Regions from separate parts of the Sus scrofa genome. Here region 1 is linked to region 2. The links are chromatin contacts, called in public Hi-C maps. All regions are on one chromosome and are shown on one strand. The core of a region is the stretch at or near the end of the contact, and the rest is flanking DNA. Distances in the headings are between cores, read along the strand shown.

Region 1 (4,758 bases), core at 1,916-4,415, 81 kb before region 2:
GCTCCATGATCAATGAGTAGCCTCACCATCTCCTCACTGCCCATGCAGGCAGCAAAAGACAAAGGATACTCCCCTGGGGATGCAGAGGGCACCAGGCATGAGAGTGCAGCTGGGGTGGGCAGTCTCTTGCTCCCCCTTTCTCAGCTCTGGGCCGGAAACACTTGTCAGCAGAGGCAGGGCTGGTGCAGAGGGTCGTGGGGTGGGCAGTTGGCTCTGGCCCTCAGCCCTCTGAGGGCTGCCCTCTGCCAGCTTCCCCAAGCCTGGAGCCCTCCTCAGAGCCCCCCCACCCCACTCTGCTCCTGCCCACGTGCCCGCCCTCCAAGCCCTGGGCCTGACTCTCACCAAAGTAGATGAGGTTCTGGGGACTGAGGCGGAACTTGAGGCCTGTAACTCTTGCAGAGACGCTGGCCCCGTGGGTGAGCAGGGCTTTCACCAAGTTCATGTTCTGGTTCATGATGGCTATGTGCAGTGCCGTCTGACCTGGACATGAGAGCTCTTTCATCTTTGGGTCTGTCCCCAGGGTCCTGCAGGGGGACCTTCCCATAGCACTGTATGGTCCTCGTCACCAGGGCAGCTTTGAGGGGGGAGGATGGGGTGGGGTAGGGTGGGGGACTGGACCTAGCAGGGGTCCCCAGGAATCCCACTGCTGCCTGCCTCTTCCCACTCTATGCCTCTCCAGTTAGGGCTTGATGCTCTTAGCTGCACTGAGGATGCCAAAGAAGAAGGGAGATAAAGAGGGGAATAAAGAGCTGGGGGCTCAGATCCTCTCTCGGGTTCCCCAAGTCCTCCAGCACAAAGACCAAACGCTCAGTCAGCTTTCCCTGCATCCCAGGCCCCTTGGCCCCTCACCTTCACACAGCTCACATGTGACGGGCTCCTTGACCAGCTCCGGGGCAGCCTCCATCAGCACCAGGGCGGCCTCCAGGTTGTCATAGAGGGCAGCGATGTGCAGCGCTGTCTCCCCCAGGGCTCCTGGCATTGACACAAAGGAGCGTCACATGACTTCTCTGGAGCAGGGGAATGGGGACCACAAAGATTCGCCCCCCTCCCCAGCACACAGTCCCAGGCTACACAGTGGGGGTAGGGGTGGGAGCCACGTGCACAGGGTGGGTCCGCAGGGTTCTGCTCCCTACCTTTCTGGTGGACATCGCAGGCCTCAGACTTGAGCAGCTTGGTAAGAGCCTGGACGTCATTCTCTTTGGCAGCGAGGAGGAGCGGCGACTCCCAGATCCTATGAGGGAGTGGGAGCGTGCACAGTTGAGGCACACGGGGAGCCAGCTTGCTGCAAGGGCCAGGAACCCCAGGGTCCCTCATCCGGAGAGGTGGGGCCGAGGGCGTGGTACCGAGGGCTGCCTGGTCTCTTTTTTCTCACCAGGTAGCTGACCTAAACCAACTCTGTCCCCTTTGAGCTTGTGTGGGAGAATGCCAGGGGCCACTTTCCTTTCCCCTGGGTGCTAGGACCAGTGTGTATGTCTGTGTGTGTCTGATCTGTGCACACCAGGTATAGAGGGAAAAGTTTTATTATTTTTTGTCTTTTTGGATTTTTCTAGGGCCACACCTGCAGCATATGGAGGTTCCCAGGCCTACACCAGAGCCACAGCAACACCAGATCCAAGCCGTGTCTGTGACCTACACCACAGCTCAACGGCAACACCGGATCCTTAACCCACTGAGTGAGGCCAGGGACGGAACCCGCAACCTCATGGTTCCTAGTCGGATTCGTTTCCACTGCACCATGATGGGAACTCCTAGAGGGATGAGTTTTAGTTAAGCACTCATTCACTTACTGACCTTTGTCCTCTGGAGCAACTCTGCTTTAGCTTCACTCGAAGTCTTGAGATTACCTTCCAAGATAAGCCTGTTTTCATAGACTAAGGGTACAAGCAATTCCTCCTTCATATTTGTGGAGGAGGCGGACATGCAGAGGCTGGCAGATCTGTTCCTGCTGTGTGATGCGCCCCTTCTTGACCTCAGCAATTCCCTTTGGTCTTGGCACCTCCCTCCCTCCAACTGTGTTTTTGGGGCTCCATCAAAAAGCAACCATGGGGAGATCCCGTTGTGGTGCAGCAGAAATGAACCTGACTAGTATCCTTGACGATGCAGGTTTGATCCGTGGCCTTGCTCAGTGGGTAAAGGATCTGGTGTTGCTGTGGCTGTGGTGTAGGTCAGCAGCTGTAGCTCAGATTTGCCCCCTAGCCTGGGAATTTCCACATGCTGCAGATGTGGCCCTAAAAAAAGAAAGGGAAAAAAAAAAAGCAACCATGGATTGTTTTTTTCTTTTTCTTGGCCCTACATCATATTACAGTCTCTTCCTCCTTCCTACCTACTTCGCATTTATTTTAGTCCAAGAATCATCTTCTCTGACTTTCAAGTTTGGTACCTATGATGAACTACACATCTTTTATAATATCAAAACTGACCCCAACTAAGACCCAAGGGGTCCCTACAGTTTTTTTTTTTTTTTAATTTGCTCTCCTGGCCCAGAGCCCCTTGGTCCTTGGACAGGAGTGAATGAAGTTAACACTGAGGATCCAGAGATGGCCAGTGACGTGAACAGTAGCTCACACAGGGATAAGCCATTGTAGCAGGAACTCGGACTCCAGGAGCTGGGGGGGGGTGATCAGAAGAGGAATGAGTGTGATGCATCCACCTCCCTGAACGCTGGCCCCAGCTCCCTGCATCAGGCCAGGAAGGCAGCCACGGGCCCCATGGATTCAACCTCTCCCTCCATTCAGTCCCCACCTCCTCATTCCTGCGGACCCTCCTCAGTCTTTGTCCTCCAGGATGAGCAAAATATTCCAACTAGTTTCCCTACCCCTGATGTCCCCCCCCTCCATGCTCCTGGATGCTGTCAAGGTATTCTCTCTGAATGGCAAGTGCAATCACAATTCACAAAGTCTGGTGGGTCCTCAAACGCCCAAGGAGAAGAAGCGCCAAAGTCCTCCCCAGCCTCTGCGCAACTACTCCTCCACCGTCCCTTCCTCCCACACTCAGCATTTGGGCCTCAGCGCCCCAGGACACACCATTCTCCCCCTAACCTGTGCTGTGACTCTCCTTCCACCCGGAAACCACTCCGCCACCCCACCCTAGCCTATCTGTGCTCCCGATGCCCAGGAATAGGCCTGGCATGGGGCAGACGCTCATGACCGCTATCTGTAGCACAAATGAACTGTAGCCATGCCAGGCGGCGGTTTGGCTTTACGGCCCCTCCTTTTTATCTCCATCAGCCACCCCTGAGCCAACCTTAGACAAACACATAATCTAAGTAGAAAAGAGTATGCTTGGTATGCGCACACAGCTGCAAAACAAGCTCGCTAGGCCTCCCCCCCACTACCCGCATCATCACCGCCACCCCTGCCCCCATCGCCATCCCCACCCCATCATCACCACTATCTTTTCCAACAATTTGCCCAAACCCCTCCTTTAGAGACATTCTAGAGCAAGCACGTTGCCCCAGCACACATGCCAGGAAGTTTTCTACCCTCTCCTCTGGCCTTATTTTAACATTTTTACTGGGTGCTCTGATTAGTATCTGTCTCTTCCTTCACACTAGGAGTCCTTGAGGGCAGAGAGCAGTCACTCTATCATCTTTTTTTTTTTTTTTTTTTTTTTTTTTTTTTTTGTATTTTTAGGGTGGCACCTGCGGCATATGGAGGTTCCCAGGCTAGGGGTCAAATCGAGGCTGTTGCTTCTGGCCTACACCACAGCCACAACCACACCAGATCTAAGCCGCATCTGCAACCTACACCACATCTCTCGGCAACACCGGATCCTCAACCCACTGAGCAAGGCCGGGGATCGAACCCAAAGCCTCATGGTTCCTAGTTGGATTTGTTTCTGCTGCGCCACAATAGGAACTCCCTTTATCATCTTTTTAAACTTTCTCTGCCCTCCTCTAATTAGCTTCTAGTTCTGTGCCCATTTCAACTAGAGGTCAATGGCAAAGCTGGAAATGGGTCCGAGGTGGCTTCTGACCCAAGTGCACAGCCCTGCTCCCTGCTTCCTAAGACCTGAGAGGGGAGACTAGTCAGTGGCAAGCCCAAAGAGATCCCTCTTGGTCCCAACACATCTCTGATGCCCATAAATGTCCTCCTAAACCTCCATTCCCTACGTGTTCTGTTTCTGGCCTCTGCTGATGGCCCTAGCGGCCTGGGAAGGGCAGGGAGCTACTGTTTGGACTAGGCTTGCCAGATTTACCAGCCAAAACCAAGTAGAGTTGAAGCTTAGATATACAACATATTTTTTTTTTTTGGCCGCACCCATGGCATGTAAAAGTTCCAGGGCCAGGGATCAAACCCGCACCACACCAATGACCAGAGCTGCTGCAGTGACAACACCAGGTTACCAGATTCTTAACCCTCTGCACCACCAGGGAACTCCTAACCTTTTTTTAAAAAATGTAAGTATGTTCAATGCAATGCTTATACTGACAACTTATTTGTTGTGTATCTGAAATTCAAATTTAACTCAGCGTCTTGGATTTTTTTTGAAAACCCCAATCAGACCACACTCTGGGTAAGGAACCAGCTTATGACTCAAGCCAATGAGGTTTGTAGAGACCTGGCCTCCTCTGGGTGGCCAACTCCAGAATCCAGCAAAAATCCTTCCCAGGGAACCAGGCAGAGCCATGACTTGCAATAGCACCAGAGCGTCACAAGGGGGCAGCTGAGAGAGCCTTTGCCGGCATTCTCGGCAGTAAGGCAGACCCCCGCCCCCCCACCAAAACATCTGACTTCCCCGGGGTCCTGAGCCCCCCCA
Region 2 (4,490 bases), core at 1,862-4,361:
TGAAGAAAGAAAGGCAAGACTCCCAAGAAAGGAGGGAAGGGGAGGAAGAGAGGGATGAGGAAGCCTGGGAAGATGGGAGGACCTGAGTCCACTTGCTGAAAGAATAAGAGCAGGGAATGGGAGCATGGAGATGACAAGGAGGAAGATTAAGGAAAGGTGAGAAAGGAAAGGAGGAGGGAAAGAAAGGCGAGGAAACTAAAAGAGGTGGAATAAGTGGAATATGGGAAAAAAAAAAAGAGAAAGGGTAGAGATGAGAGGAAGGAGGGAGATAAGCGAAGGAATTAGAAAAAAATGGGGAAATTAGAGAATTTTGGAGGGATCAGAGAGAGGAAAAAAATGAGGAAAGTTTATTAGCAAAGAGAAGAAACAGGGCCAGGCTCTCCTAGTCCAGACTCCCTCCCTTTTTGATCCCAGGAAAAAACACACAGGACAAAAGTCCAAACGCATATCCATTTGAATCCTTCGCTCTCTAGTATCTATCACCGTCTCTCCATCTCCTGACATCCTTCCATTTTATTATGGGCAACACAATGTGTCTGAATCATATTTTCTCTTTCCATCTTGGTACCTTAACTTAAAGCCTGGCTCTCTATCATGTACGGAATACCCACCTCCACTCTTTTCCCATCAAAAGAAGGAGTGCAACGGGACACATTTATTTCTTCCAAATTCCAGTTGATACTCTCAACAGGTTCTCTAGGTTCCCTGACACTGGAAATATATTCCTTTTGTTACATTCTTACTCCCAAATCCTCACCAACTTCCTGGGACTGACTTCCTACTTCCTACATGGCCTCGGTTCCTCCCTCACAGTTTTCCTCTCAGGTCTTTTCTCTTCTCCATAGGTACCATCTTTAGGAAATTACTTATTTCCAGGGTCTTTGGCCCTCTCCTTTCTCCAGCATATCTTCCATGCCCATCTATGTTCATTCCCTCATGCACAACCAGAAGAGCTCCCTCCATCACTTCTACCCACTCTCTCACTTCCTTCCTTCCATCATCATCTCCAAACTCCCATCTCCTTTATTCCAGTTCAGCTTCTTCCAGTTCAACATGCTTGCCATGATTGGTTCAAGGTTTCAGTAGTGAAATGAGATAACGGTGAGAGAAGAGGGCTGGGAGGTGATGGAAGGGAAGGGAAAATACCAGTAAGGGGATATATGAAGACAAGAAAGGTTTGAAGGCTAGAGAATGAGAGTGATGGAGAGAAGGTGCAACAGGTGTTGAGATGCCAATGGGGGAAGCCCACTTGGCTTAGAGTAGAAATTGAAAATTTAAGGGAGATAACATAAGAGACAGAGCTTGGTAAAAGGAAGAACTTGGAGAGATGAATGATGGATGAATGGGAAAGGGAAAAGGAGGGGGGTTAGGTAAAGATGAAGGGGGGGGACCAGAAGCAATGGAAGTAGGGAGGTACATGCAGTGAAATGTACAGTAATGGAGAAGTTGCCTGAGAGCCAGTTGAGAATGATGTCAACCAGATATCCCACAGCCACATGGGCCTGGGTCAGGGGCGTCGGTTCTAGGCTCAGTGTCACCCGGGCACAGAGAATCTTGTACCCTGTTTCCCTTACCCAGTATCCTCCGAAGCCGGTTCTTGTTCTCCTCTGCAAGTTCCTGAAAAGAATTCCTGGTCCTGTTGTTGTTTCCACAGGCAAAGCTAAAGAAGTCAGTGCAAGGGGCCACATTTCGGTTCTCAGAGGCCAGGTAACGTTCCAGGAGATTCCAGCACACAAGTGTCTCACAGGGGCCTGTGGGGAAAAGCTCTGAGCTGGGACAGAGAAAGCGAGGAAGGCCTGGGGCGGGAGGGGGGGGGGACCAGACACCCTGCTGTGGAGGAGGTGGCCTGACTGTGGCCAGGAGCAGGAGACAGGGAGGAAGAGGTCATGAACCTGGGCTCGCAGGGTTGGGATGAAGTAAGTCAGTGGGCACAGAACCTGGGGAGGATGGACAGGTGGACGGGGTCCATGATTGAGGGAGGGCTGACTAGGTGGCCAGGTGCTAGGATCTTGCTTACGAGGGCGACAGCCTGGGATGTAGGCCCAAAGCACCAGAGAAGAACCGAGGATTAGACTGAAAAGCAGGACTGTCGTTAGTGCCCGCAATGCCCTCGCCCACCGTCTGCTCTGGACAGTGGGCAGCTCCTCTTCTGGAGGTCTCTGTGTGGAGAACCAGGAGGTGAGAAACACAAGATGGAGAGGAGTAGGAGAGAAGGGCGGGAAAAAGGGGGGAGAGGGGAAGAATGAACAGTTAGTGCCAGGGTCCCTCCAGACAGAGATAATGCCCCCTGTTTTTATGGACCAACCCCACTCTGGACCCCTGGGAGCTGGGAAGGTTATCCTAAATCTGCCCCGCGCCCCCCGCAGGTCAAAGAGTCCCTTACCTCCAGCCTCCAGGGAGTCCCCACTCCACTGGTTCGCTCAGACCCCATGCTTCTCCCCAACTCTTGTCTCCCCCCTCTGGAACTAAATGAGGAGGAGGAAGAAGAGAGAAGCTGGTTCGGGAAGGTGGGTAGATGAAAGAGAGTTCTAGCTGGTCACTGACAGCACCTGCTGCCCATCCCCCACCCAACACATGTATTTTCATCCCAGATGGGGGTCAGAATGAATTGTTCTAGCAGGTCATTGACACCTCCTACTGCCCCCTCTCCCCTCCCCCCCAACACACGTATTTTCATCCCAGATGGGGTTCGGAATGAACCTCTCCCCTTATGGGACCCCCACCTCTCCCCCTCTCCCATCACCTCCCTTGCCTTTCTTGCTTCTGCCTCAGAGCCTCACATTCTTTCTTCTCCACTGGGGAGCCCGGGGATTCTCATGCAGCAGTGAGCCCCGCCTCTCACCCCAGGCACCTGACTCTAGAAGGAAATGTCTTTCCCCAGGGGACTTGCCGGCTCTCTGCCCTTCTCTCTGGCTCACAGATTCCTTCCTGGTTCCGCTCTAGGAAGAAGTACTGAGTCTGAGGACAAGTATTCATGCAGCAGCTCCCTCCTACCCCCACCCCAGTTCCCTTTTCCTAGAGAAAGAGCACTTCTGCCACCTGACCCTCCTGTCCCCACTCACACTATTGGCCTCCGAGTAGAGCCTGTTTATCAGTCAGGGAACACCAGCTCCCCCTCCCCCTTTATCTCAGCCTCTCAGGGGAGCTGAGGGAGTGATCCTTCTCTCCCCAAGCAATCCCACCCTGGTGGCTCCTCTTGCCCTGTTCTGTGTCTTTGTTCCCAGGGTTTATTTCTGGGATATTCTTTCTCCTCTCCTGTCTTCTAGGATTGAAACCTCTTGAATCCTTCAATTCTCAGGTCCAATGCCACCCTACTCAGGAGGTCTCCCAGCTCCATGCCCATTTGCCCTGCCCCCAAGCATGCTTGATGGCCCTGGTGTGTGTCACAGCCCTGCTGGCTGCAGGCAGAGCAGCCCATGAAAAGGACCCACTCCCTCATCTCCTCATTATTAGCCCCATGACAAGGAATAAGCCACTTAGCTCTCAGGCAGCTAAGTTTTGTCATTTGGAAAATGAGGACACTATTTGCTTTTGAATACCTCCCGGGGTCTCATACCCTATAGGAAGGAATAAAGTGTGGCCGAGGATGTCACATCACCTGCTGCATCCATGGACCAAAGGTGTTGCAGCCATAAAGCCATCAGCCACTGCACCTGGCCCCAAAGGTGCACCTGAGAGGATTCAGGGTGGGAAAATCAGGATACTGGCCCTAAATAGTAAAGCATGTATCAAGAGGGTAATTTCAATAAGTCTAGACTCTTGCATCATCTCACACATGGAAAAGCACTAAATTCATTAACTTGAGATGTCTTGTTTTTCTCTAATTCCCAGTGATCCTTTGATGTTCTACTACTTGTTTTTTTATTGTTGTATTTTTGTGTTTGTTTTGTTTTGTTTTCATTTGTTGTTTGGGGGGTTTTGTTTTTATTTTTGTTTTTTTGTTTGTTTTTTGTTTGGGTTTTTTTTTTTTTGTCTATTTGTTATTTCTTGGGCCGCTTCCACAGCATATGGAGGTTCCCAGGCTAGGGGTCTAATCGGAGCTGTAGCCACAGGCCTACACCAGAGCCACAGCAACGAGGGATCCGAGCCGCATCTGCAACCTACACCACAGCTCACGGCAACGCCGGATCGTTAACCCACTGAGCAAGGGCAGGGACCGAACCCGCAACCTTATGGTTCCTAGTCAGATTCATTAACCACTGTGCCATGACGGGAACTCCTGTTTTTATTTTTGTTTTGCAAAAGCTCCAATATATATCCTGGCTCCTCTCTTACCTCTTTGGAGGAAGAGCCCCCTGGTGGTGATCCTGTCATGGCTCATTGGTAATGAACCCAACTAGTATCCATGAGGATATGGGTTTGATCCCTGACCTTGCTCAGTGGGTTAAGGAGCCAGCATTTCCACAAGCTGTGGTGTAGTTTGCAGATGTGGCTCAGATCTCATGTGGCTGTGGTGTAGGCTGGTGGCTGCAGCTCTGATTTGACCCCTG

The links. Hi-C and Micro-C count contacts between places; a contact is called where the count stands out from the background.
Region 1: a contact with region 2 is called in a Hi-C map of fetal liver, with 2.0 times the contacts expected there. The contact joins two enhancer-like sites. A contact is called at or near these places in 1 of 5 promoter capture datasets (fetal liver) and 2 of 47 Hi-C or Micro-C datasets (epiblast stem cells and fetal liver).

Annotation. Positions count from the first base shown.
Region 1 is chr18:7,338,353-7,343,110 of Sscrofa11.1, reverse strand. It overlaps TRPV5 (transient receptor potential cation channel subfamily V member 5), which reads right to left. Exons shown (of 18, transcript XR_002340352.1): 18 at 1,146-1,231. It overlaps TRPV6 (transient receptor potential cation channel subfamily V member 6), which reads right to left. Exons shown (of 15, transcript XM_021078898.1): 2 at 1,134-1,231; 3 at 850-972; 4 at 343-480; 5 at 1-73. Among named protein-coding and RNA genes, the nearest start is that of TRPV6, 8.5 kb to the right of the region's middle. Within about 2 kb of position 3,165, at least 5 of the 83 cell types and tissues checked have an H3K27ac peak or open chromatin away from gene starts, as enhancers often do. A contact at or near this core is called in fetal liver, where this site is marked.
Region 2 is chr18:7,257,547-7,262,036 of Sscrofa11.1, reverse strand. KEL (kell blood group glycoprotein) reads right to left here. Exons shown (of 22, transcript XM_021078895.1): 3 at 3,599-3,671; 4 at 2,852-2,939; 5 at 2,384-2,465; 6 at 2,018-2,159; 7 at 1,575-1,751. Among named protein-coding and RNA genes, the nearest start is that of KEL, 17 kb to the right of the region's middle. Within about 2 kb of position 3,111, at least 3 of the 83 cell types and tissues checked have an H3K27ac peak or open chromatin away from gene starts, as enhancers often do. A contact at or near this core is called in fetal liver, where this site is marked.